Linked DNA regions of Sus scrofa: region 1 is linked to region 2. The links are chromatin contacts, called in public HiChIP or PLAC-seq maps. All regions are on one chromosome and are shown on one strand. The core of a region is the stretch at or near the end of the contact, and the rest is flanking DNA. Distances in the headings are between cores, read along the strand shown.

What was found. HiChIP or PLAC-seq counts read pairs in DNA pulled down with a chosen protein or histone mark.
Region 1: an H3K27ac HiChIP or PLAC-seq map of alveolar macrophages shows a contact between it and region 2. The contact joins two enhancer-like sites. A contact is called at or near these places in 4 of 47 Hi-C or Micro-C datasets (embryonic fibroblasts, epiblast stem cells, fetal heart ventricle and 1 more) and 1 of 2 datasets of contacts at active chromatin or transcription factors (alveolar macrophages).

Annotation. Positions count from the first base shown.
Region 1 is chr3:102,919,674-102,924,005 of Sscrofa11.1, forward strand. PRKD3 (serine/threonine-protein kinase D3) reads left to right here. Exons shown (of 19, transcript XM_013996212.2): 10 at 409-486; 11 at 1,668-1,944. Among named protein-coding and RNA genes, the nearest start is that of NDUFAF7, 42 kb to the right of the region's middle. Within about 2 kb of position 1,483, at least 2 of the 83 cell types and tissues checked have an H3K27ac peak or open chromatin away from gene starts, as enhancers often do. A contact at or near this core is called in alveolar macrophages, where this site is marked.
Region 2 is chr3:102,846,905-102,851,668 of Sscrofa11.1, forward strand. PRKD3 (serine/threonine-protein kinase D3) reads left to right here. Exons shown (of 19, transcript XM_013996212.2): 2 at 2,534-3,481. The coding sequence starts at 3,194. Among named protein-coding and RNA genes, the nearest start is that of PRKD3, 7.1 kb to the left of the region's middle. Within about 2 kb of position 1,342, at least 5 of the 83 cell types and tissues checked have an H3K27ac peak or open chromatin away from gene starts, as enhancers often do. A contact at or near this core is called in alveolar macrophages, where this site is marked.

The sequences.
Region 1 (4,332 bases), core at 233-2,732, 73 kb after region 2:
TGATGAGACTATAAATTGGGTCCGATGTTGTGTAGGATAATTTAACACTGTCGAGTAAAATAACCCAGTAAGCCAGCCTTTATAAATTTAGCCTATAGGTACATTGCCTGTCTGTCTGTGTAATACATACGTATTTGTCTGTGCATTGCTTAAGATTCTCAGAAAAGAACCCCCCAAACCTAATAACATTGCTTGCCTGGAGTCAGGGTGGGAGTGAGATTTGAATGACAATGGAAGTATACTTTTCAATGCATATGCTTTGAATTTTCTGAATTTTGAACCTCATGAATTTTAAACCTCTTCAGAAGTACAAATTTATGAATAGAAGTGAAAGGGAAAGGAAAGCTCAGGCACTTTGGAGGAGTCTTTACTTTTGAGCCTCACAGTTTTATTCTCTTTACTTTATAGAGAAAAAGGCATTATTGGAGACTGGACAGTAAATGTTTAACATTGTTTCAAAACGAATCCGGATCAAAGTATTATAAGGTAAAGATGTCGTATCTTTAAAAAGTATGTGTACATTAAAAGATGTGTTTTTCAAATATATCTAAATAGTATTTATTAACTGTTATGTTGGGATATTACAGCTCTGCCTAATAATGATTTATGGAAGTCACTGTTAAGTTCTCTGTTGAAGCAACTGTCCCCTGCCCCCTCCATTTTACCCCCACAACAGCCCTGCTACCAAAGGTTGTTTTCTGTTCTGTGTTTCTCGGTTTTGGTCTGCCTGTCAGGTTGCTCCTGCTTTCCTTCTGGATACAAGTGGTCCTATGTATCTGTAATGCCTTACCATTTTAAATAAGGGACTTGAGCATCCATGGATTTTGGTATCTGCAAGAAGTCCTGGAACCAATCCCCTTTGCCTACCAAGGGATGCCTCTGCTAGAATTTAGACTAGACTGCTAAGAAAGTCCATGAGCATTGCAGGTTCAGAAGAGGCCAATGTAGTATTGGCATTCTCCCATATTCCATTTTACCTTAGCCTCCAATCCTCAGAGGCTTCTTTTGGGTCTTCTCCTTTGTGTAATCCTCTTTGCTTGGCTTGCTTCACGTTTTGCCATGCCACAAACTGACAGCGAGCAAAATTGTCAGTGTGGCAGTAAGAAAGAGAATTGAAACCAATGAATTGCTTTGATCTGGTTGGGTTTTTTAAAATAAATTGTTTGCCTTAGGAAATAGACTAAACATAAATGATTATTACAATTATGGACAGAACCAGAATGGAGTGCTTAAACAACTTACAGTGATATTCCTCTTTTTGCTGCTGTTATTTCTCCTTTGTAGCCCTTTGGGGCTGTATGTTGCAGACAGCAGCCAGTAGGGTAGTTCTTAAATTGATTTAATGAGAACTGGGAAATGATGAGTGTTGGGTATACTGGCAGTTGCCCTCCAAAATCCTTTCCCTCCCTTTTGTTCTGTTGACCTACTACAGGCTTGAATCACGGCTTGGTTATTATACCCCATGCTCTGCCTCTGGCATTGGCAGACATGCAGACCATTCAGGGTAGATGTTATCATTAAGACTTGACTATATGTTCTGTGTACTGCATACTTGTGTGTGTCTTAATGGTATTCATTAGAAATGCCTATCTTTGATTATTTAATGTATTTGAAAATAAAAACAAAGATGTATTCACATTTTCTAATGTTTTAATTTTTTACTTTAGGAAATTCCACTTTCAGAAATTCTCCGTATATCCTCGCCACAAGATTTCACAAACATTTCACAAGGCAGCAACCCACACTGTTTTGAAATCATCACTGACACTATGGTATACTTTGTTGGTGAAAACAATGGGGACAGCTCTCACAATCCTGTTCTTGCTGCCACTGGAGTGGGACTTGATGTAGCACAGAGCTGGGAAAAAGCAATTCGTCAGGCTCTCATGCCTGTTACCCCTCAAGCAAGTGTTTGTACTTCTCCAGGGCAAGGGAAAGATCACAGTAAGCAATAAGCTTCTTCATAGCTTTTTTTCCCATTTGGTTCTTAAGCACATTGTGGGTGTGGTTGCATTTCTGTATTTATTTTTAATGCTCATTTTAACCTTTAGTAACCAATACCATTTTTAGTAACCGATACCACCAGTTAAATCCTTTAGACAATTCTGTTGGTTATAACATACACTTAAAATCCCCAGAGCTAGGCTCCATTTAAATCCTGGCTCTGCCAACCTGTTACGTGATCTTAGGCAAGTACGTTACATCTTTGTAATAGTACCTATTCTATAGGGTTGTCAGCATTAAATGAAAGAACTCTCATGGAATTAAATAAATTATCTGTATTAATATTTTGCTTCATGGTAGGATTTTCAGGCTATAAAGTCACACTTCACATCATACTCTTGAAATCTGCGAAGGCAGAAATGCTGTATTTCTTTTAACTGATTAAAACATTCAGCAACATTTAAAAAATTATTGAAACACATGTTCTTTGCACCAACAAAATTTATAAAATAAAACCTAAATTTTATAAAGGTTCAAGTGGACACTTAAGCAGAAAACTATAGTAAAATGTTACTTTTCCCCCATTGGCATTATGCTCTTTATGGGGAAACATCATTCGTTCATTAGACAAATACATTTAAATTGAAAGAAGTATCAGCCTGTTTCTAAATGTACTTTATTTCAGCTCACCTGTGCTACTTTGTATATCTATTTTTGGCATTGTGTAGGCTCTGAGCTACAATATGAAAGAACACAGAATTTTCAAGATTATTAAGGAAGATAGGACATACATACATAATTAAGCATTAGATGGTAGCATAAGGCAGTAGAGTGCAAAAATGAGTAATGCATTTCTAGAGAAACTCAGATATGAATAAGAAGCTAAGCAGAGACTTGAGATAGAAGAACCTGATTTGGACCTTGACTTTGGATCTCAAGTAGCTTAGGATAGGCAGAGCTGGGGGTGGTGGAGGGGTAGTATCACTGGAGTTGAAGAAATAATTGTGATCAAAGGGATGATGGTAATGACTATAAACATGTTTGGTGTTGAACATTGATTCCTAAAGGGTGACTAATGGATATTCACAGTGCTTTTTAAATTCAAGGAAATTTTAGATAGAACTGAAAATAATGCAGGCACATAACATACAAATTTTACATGTAATTGGATTTAAGGACCGTCTCAAGCCCGTCTATTCATGGACCTCTTCCTTAAAGTTGAGAGTTCCTAAAGACAGATTGCAGAAGGGCTAAGAGTGAGAATTCTGGAGAATGAAAGCCCAGTTTTTCCACTTACTAGCTTCATGATCTGGGCCTCTTCAGTTCTCTGATCTAAAAGGGGAATAATAATAAATGCATATAATGCATTTATTGCAGTTCCTGACCCATTAGTGATACTGTTACCGTGTTGTTGCTGATGCTTTTGCATTGTAACAACCTATCTGGAGCAGAGTTCTCTTGAGAAGCAGTAGTATTAAATCTGGATGGAGAGAGTGGAGGTGTTTGAAACAAAATAAATATTGACTTCAAGTAGGAAATTGGAACTACTGAAGAAGAGTTTTAGGCCCATTAATTTTGTTGATGCTATGCCTTTTCTGTCTGTTTCATTAATATTTAATTTTTGGATTATTTAAAATATTTCAAAATCGACAGTATTTTAAAATAGAATTTTCAACAGTCATCTTATTTTTTCTGTGTAGTTGCTTATACTTCCTTGTTAATGAAGTCTGACATTTTTATGTTGGATAACTAGTCTCTTGCTTTCCAAATTTCCCATTTTTCTTTTTCTCATTAATTATTTCTTTGCTTATCAGAGTAGTACAAACAAACTTTATAGAACTGTGTAATATAAAATGAAATTTTTCTCTCTCTCTCTGTGTATATATATATATGACACATCCCCCACTCCCAGTCATATGTCTCTCCCCTTCAGAAAGCCATTATTAGTGTTTTCCTTTTTCTTTTTTCTTTGTGTGTGTGTGCACATGTGCTTTTTAGGGCCAAAGGTGTTTCCTGGCTAGGGGTCAAATCAGATCCACAGCAACACTGTAGCCCCAACCTACTGAGTGAGGCCAGAGAACAAACCCACCTCTTCAAGGATACTAGTCAGGCTCGATACTGCTGAGCCACAAATTTGGGGATGGCTTGGAATACATACATTCTTTCTATGTATTCTTTTTAAATGCAAGCAGTCTAGAAGTGTATAAAGATTAAAATCATTCCTTAGCCCCATCTCTCTCACTCACCAGAAGTAATCATATTTTGTTTTTAATTCAAATGCCATGACCCTGCAATTTAATGTCATAAATAGCTTTCTCAGTACTTATAGCCCTACATCCTTAAATGTTTAGATAGTATTCTTTTGTATGGATGTATCATTTTATTTAA
Region 2 (4,764 bases), core at 92-2,591:
ATTTCTGTATTGCATTTAACTTTTTAAACTAAATGCAAAGCTTTACACTCCTCATTGTTACAGTTCGCTTGAATTTTAGTTTATTTCTCCTAATTGTACAATCTGAGGATTTTAGAAGCACATCTTCTACAGCTTTATCATCATGTAAGTAATCAAAAACAATATGGGGCCAAGAGCAGAGTTAGAAGGGACTCCCCTAAAGGCTTCTCTCCTGAGTTGGTACAGAGCAGCAAACTTAACCAACTACACTAACATCTAATGCACACATATTTACAAAAATAGCATGGAATACCTTCTTGAATATGGGTTCTGCTGGAATACACTTGGTTTTTTTTCTGTCTTTGCCAATTGTGTGATCTTAAGCAAGTACTTTAATCTCTAAGCCAGTTTTCTTAACTGTAAAATGGGTTATTGTGAGGCTTAAATGAGGAAATTCATATAGAATGCTTAGAACAGTGTCTGGCAGATACAGATCATTTACTGTGAGTTGTTACTATTTTCTCCATCTAAAAAGGCCAATCATGTTTTTCCAAGGTATAAATGTTGTTGCTTTGGGATTAGTTGTTCTGTTTGAATTTATGCTGACATCTAGTGATCATTTTATTTTCTAGGTATTCAAAAACCATTTGCTGGGAATTCCCATTGTGGCTCAGCCAGTTAAGAACTCAACATAGTGTCTGTGAGGGTGTGGGTTCGATCCCTGGCTTCATTCAATGGGTTAAGGATCCAGCCCTGCTGCAACCTGCGGCCAACATAGGTCACAGGTGCTGTTGGGGTCCCTCGTTACTGTGACTGTGGCATTGGCTGGCAACTGCAGCTCCGATTTGACCCCTAGCCTGGGAACTTCCATATGCTGCAGGTGTAGCCATAAAAAGAAAAAAAAAAATTTGCCTTCATAATTTATTCTCAGATTTGACTAAGTGGTTAATATTAAGTTTATATGTCTGTAGTTTCTGAAATCTGCTTCCTCACTCCTCTAGCCCACAAAACTTGAAGCAACTCTTATCTATCTCCAGGCCATGTTTATTTCTCTCTTTCTGAGCTCTGTCTCCAAGATTATAGATGTCAGCTTTGTGATTGCACTAATTGCTTTAGCAATGTGGAATGGATTGTATCTGGATCCAGAGACTTGCACTCATGAAAGAGTGTTTTAGTCTCTCTTATTCACCAGGCTCAGGTTTCAGTTCTCAATGCTCTTCTACAGCTTTAGTTTAAAAACTGAGAGAAGGTAAGCAAAATACAAGTTGAGCAATTCTGCCTTCTCTCTGTGCTCTCTCAACCTTAACAACATCCTCTCTGAGCAGTGATTCTCTCAGTTCCTTGTTCTCTTTGAGAAATAGTCTGTTATTGTGGAGACAGCACTTGGTTGGAAAGTATGAAACTTGGGTCCTCATTCCCACTCCACCTCTTAATAGCCATGTGATGCTGGGCAAGTTACTTTATCTGCTTGTGCTTCAGTTGTCTTATCTGCAACAATAATAATATTTGCCCTGTCACATTTCAAAGAATTATCATGAGATCAAGTGTATGAAACATTTACAAGATGTTAAGTGCTGTGCAATAGAAGATGGGATAAAAACTATTTATTTGAATGTAGCTCTAAAAATTTTTCTCTCTTAGCCGTTTTTTCTAAGCCTTAGTTTTTCCTGAGCTTTCTCATTCCTGATGTTATCTATATGTTTTTGCTTTTCTGTTATGTTCATCCTATTTTATTTAGTCCCATTAACTACTCTCGGAAAGTCATTTCTGCAACCGCACTGGATGCTTCATTCTTTTTTATCATTAGAATTGTTTATAGGTATATAGATGGAATATAAGTAGAAAGATCTAGCTCTTGTGAGCCTTTCATTTAGCCAAAGGGTCCTTATGTAAAACTGTGATACAAATGTAAGTGTGCTTAGTGTTCTCTTTTTCACTTTTAGAAATTTCTTATGATGAGGTCACTTTCTCCTATGTTGCTGTCATAAGTATGTGTTTGGTACCTCTTTTTGTGCCATATAACTGTGTTTAGTATATGCCCTCTTGCTTCCTTAGTTTTCTGAAAGAAATATGTCTACAAAGCAAATCAGGAGTCATGTTTTGGCAGAATTAGACTTTTAATATAAAAAAGAATCCTCTTGTGTATGTTAAGACAGTGTTATACATTTTTTGTCAAGTGGTATATTATTTCTATGACAGTGTTACTTTTACTATTCTTATTTGTTTTTTCTGTTTTTGTCGTAACTCCATTATATATTTGTAGAATAAAAGTATTTGACCTTCAAGTTTCAATTATTAGTGAGGATACAAGGGGTATTTATTTTATTTTTTTATTTTAATTTAATTTTTTTTTGAGCAGGAGGCTCTCTCTGAAATAATGCCTGTAGGAAAAATGGCTCTGATAGCTAGACCCAAAAAATAGCTATCCATTAAGATTTATTGGTGAATCATAAACGTACAAGCAAAGTTATTTTAAAAAGTATAAGGATCTTGCATTTTTAAAGTAATGTCAAGTGAGTATAAAATATTAAAAGTTTTAAAAAATTTCTTCCAGGCTGACTACATTTCAGAAAGCATCAACTTTTTCTCAGTGGACTCATTCGTCAAATGGAACATGCCTATACTATTTTAAAAAGCTTTGTGCTTAATCCTGGAAAAATTAACTGCCCCAAAATGAAAATGAGGACATTTGAGAAGGTGGTTTAAGGCGTGGACCTTTGGGAAAGCATCCCATTGATTCAGTGAACCAAAGGATAAATACTGAATAGATTAATCCTAAACACTTAACTATTTTTTACCCAGGAGGATTTCATCTTGACAGAAAAACTTATTCATTATGTATTTTCTGAAATTAAAAGAGAGAGACAAGAATAGACTTAAAATAGATGAAAATGTTTAGTAAATAAGCAATGTCAACTCTCTTTTGATGAGGATACTTCAGTGATGTTAAGTCTTTTCCAAATCCCTAGCTGTGGCTCTAAAAACAAGACTCTTTTTTGATGGGACTGATATTAAGGGAAGTAGGACGTTTTGTGTATTCAACTCACAGTTGTAGAACTTGCCATCATCAGCATGAGTGGCTTAAAAGAGGAAATAAAGAAGCTTTCAACTAAATCCAAAAGTACAGTCATTTTTCTGCTACTGTGATTTTAAAGCCTCTTCATAACCATTGAAAAAGAGTTGACAACTGTTTTAAAAGATTAAAGAAAGGCAGATGTCTGCAAACAATTCTCCTCCATCAGCCCAGAAGTCTGTATTACCTGCAAGTCTTCCTGCTGTGCTTCCAGCTCCTTCTCCATGTTCAAGTCCTAAAACAGGACTCTCTGGGCGACTCTCTAATGGAAGCTTCAGTGCGCCGTCACTCACCAACTCCAGAGGCTCAGTGCATACAATCTCATTTCTCCTGCAAATTGGCCTTACACGAGAAAGTATTACCATTGAAGCCCAGGAACTGTCTTTATCTGCTGTCAAGGATCTTGTGTGCTCCATTGTTTATCAAAAGGTACTGTGCCTGCTATTTATGTCAACAGTTTTTCTAATTAATATTGTTTCTAATGGCATTTCTATATATTATTCATGGAACAGTGAGTTAACACAGGTGGATTAATCAATGGTTTATATCTTTATTCTGAGCATTTGGGGGAGAGTCCTAACAGACTAAAAAGCCTAAGGTCTGAAATTTCAGTCTTACCAACTGGAGCCTATATCCCAGCTTTAAAATACTGCTTTTTCAGTCTGTCTCTTTAAGAGCAGAAAACTCATTGTAAAGTCAGGGGACTTAAGAAATCTCATTTGTTTTCAGAGAAAACAGTCGGGAGGCAGAAGGCACAGGCATCAAGGTTGCTAACCAAAATTGGGACACAGCAGTAGCTGAGCCCAGGTCCACACCTTGTTCTTCCTAGGTGCCCTGTGTTCCGCCCTTTTGTAGACCCCCTTCCTTCCCTTTAGATCCTGATTTTGCCTAAACTACCAAAGGACCACACTCTATGTCTCTTAAAAAGGTAAATGAGCTTTCAACATATATTAGAATATATGAAAATTTGAAAACAGAGTGATTTTGTTTCCCATCCACCCACCCACTGCCCTACTATACCATTTTAAAAGGAGTCTTAGCTAAACATCTTTAATAATCTTGATTTGATAGATGAGCTTATATGTTCTATATTTTATCATCAAATTGTGTATATAGGTAGTGTGGATTGGTTACATGTCCTTTTTAATGGACCAGGCCTGTGTTTCAAATAAATTAGTATACTTTATGTTTTAAAAAATCCTATCAGTAAGAGTTACATAGATTCACACTCTAGTCTTTATTTTTTATTTTATCTTATTTTTATTTTTTGCTTTTTAGGGCTGCACCGCGGCGGCACATGGAGTTTCCCAGGCTAGGGGTCTCATCGGAGCTAAAGCTGCTGGTCTACACCACAGCCATGGCAACACCAGATCCAAGTCGTGTCTGCGAACTACACCACAACTCATGGCAACGCTGGATCCTTAACCTGCTGAGCAAGGCCAGGGATTGAACTTGCAACCTCATGGTTCCTAGTTGGATTTGTTTCCATTACACCATGACGGGAACTCCCACGCTCCTAGTCTCAATGTTTTTGTTTTAGTTCCTTATGCTTTATATGGTCTGTCATTATCTTCTGATGTAGAAGAAATTAACAGTTGAGAAAATGTTATTCGGTTTGTGAAAATAACCCATGTCTCCTGCATGTTAACAGTGACTTATCTATCTAAACGTGGCCTGAAGTAAGAGTAGATTTTCTTTTGTAGAGCTATTGA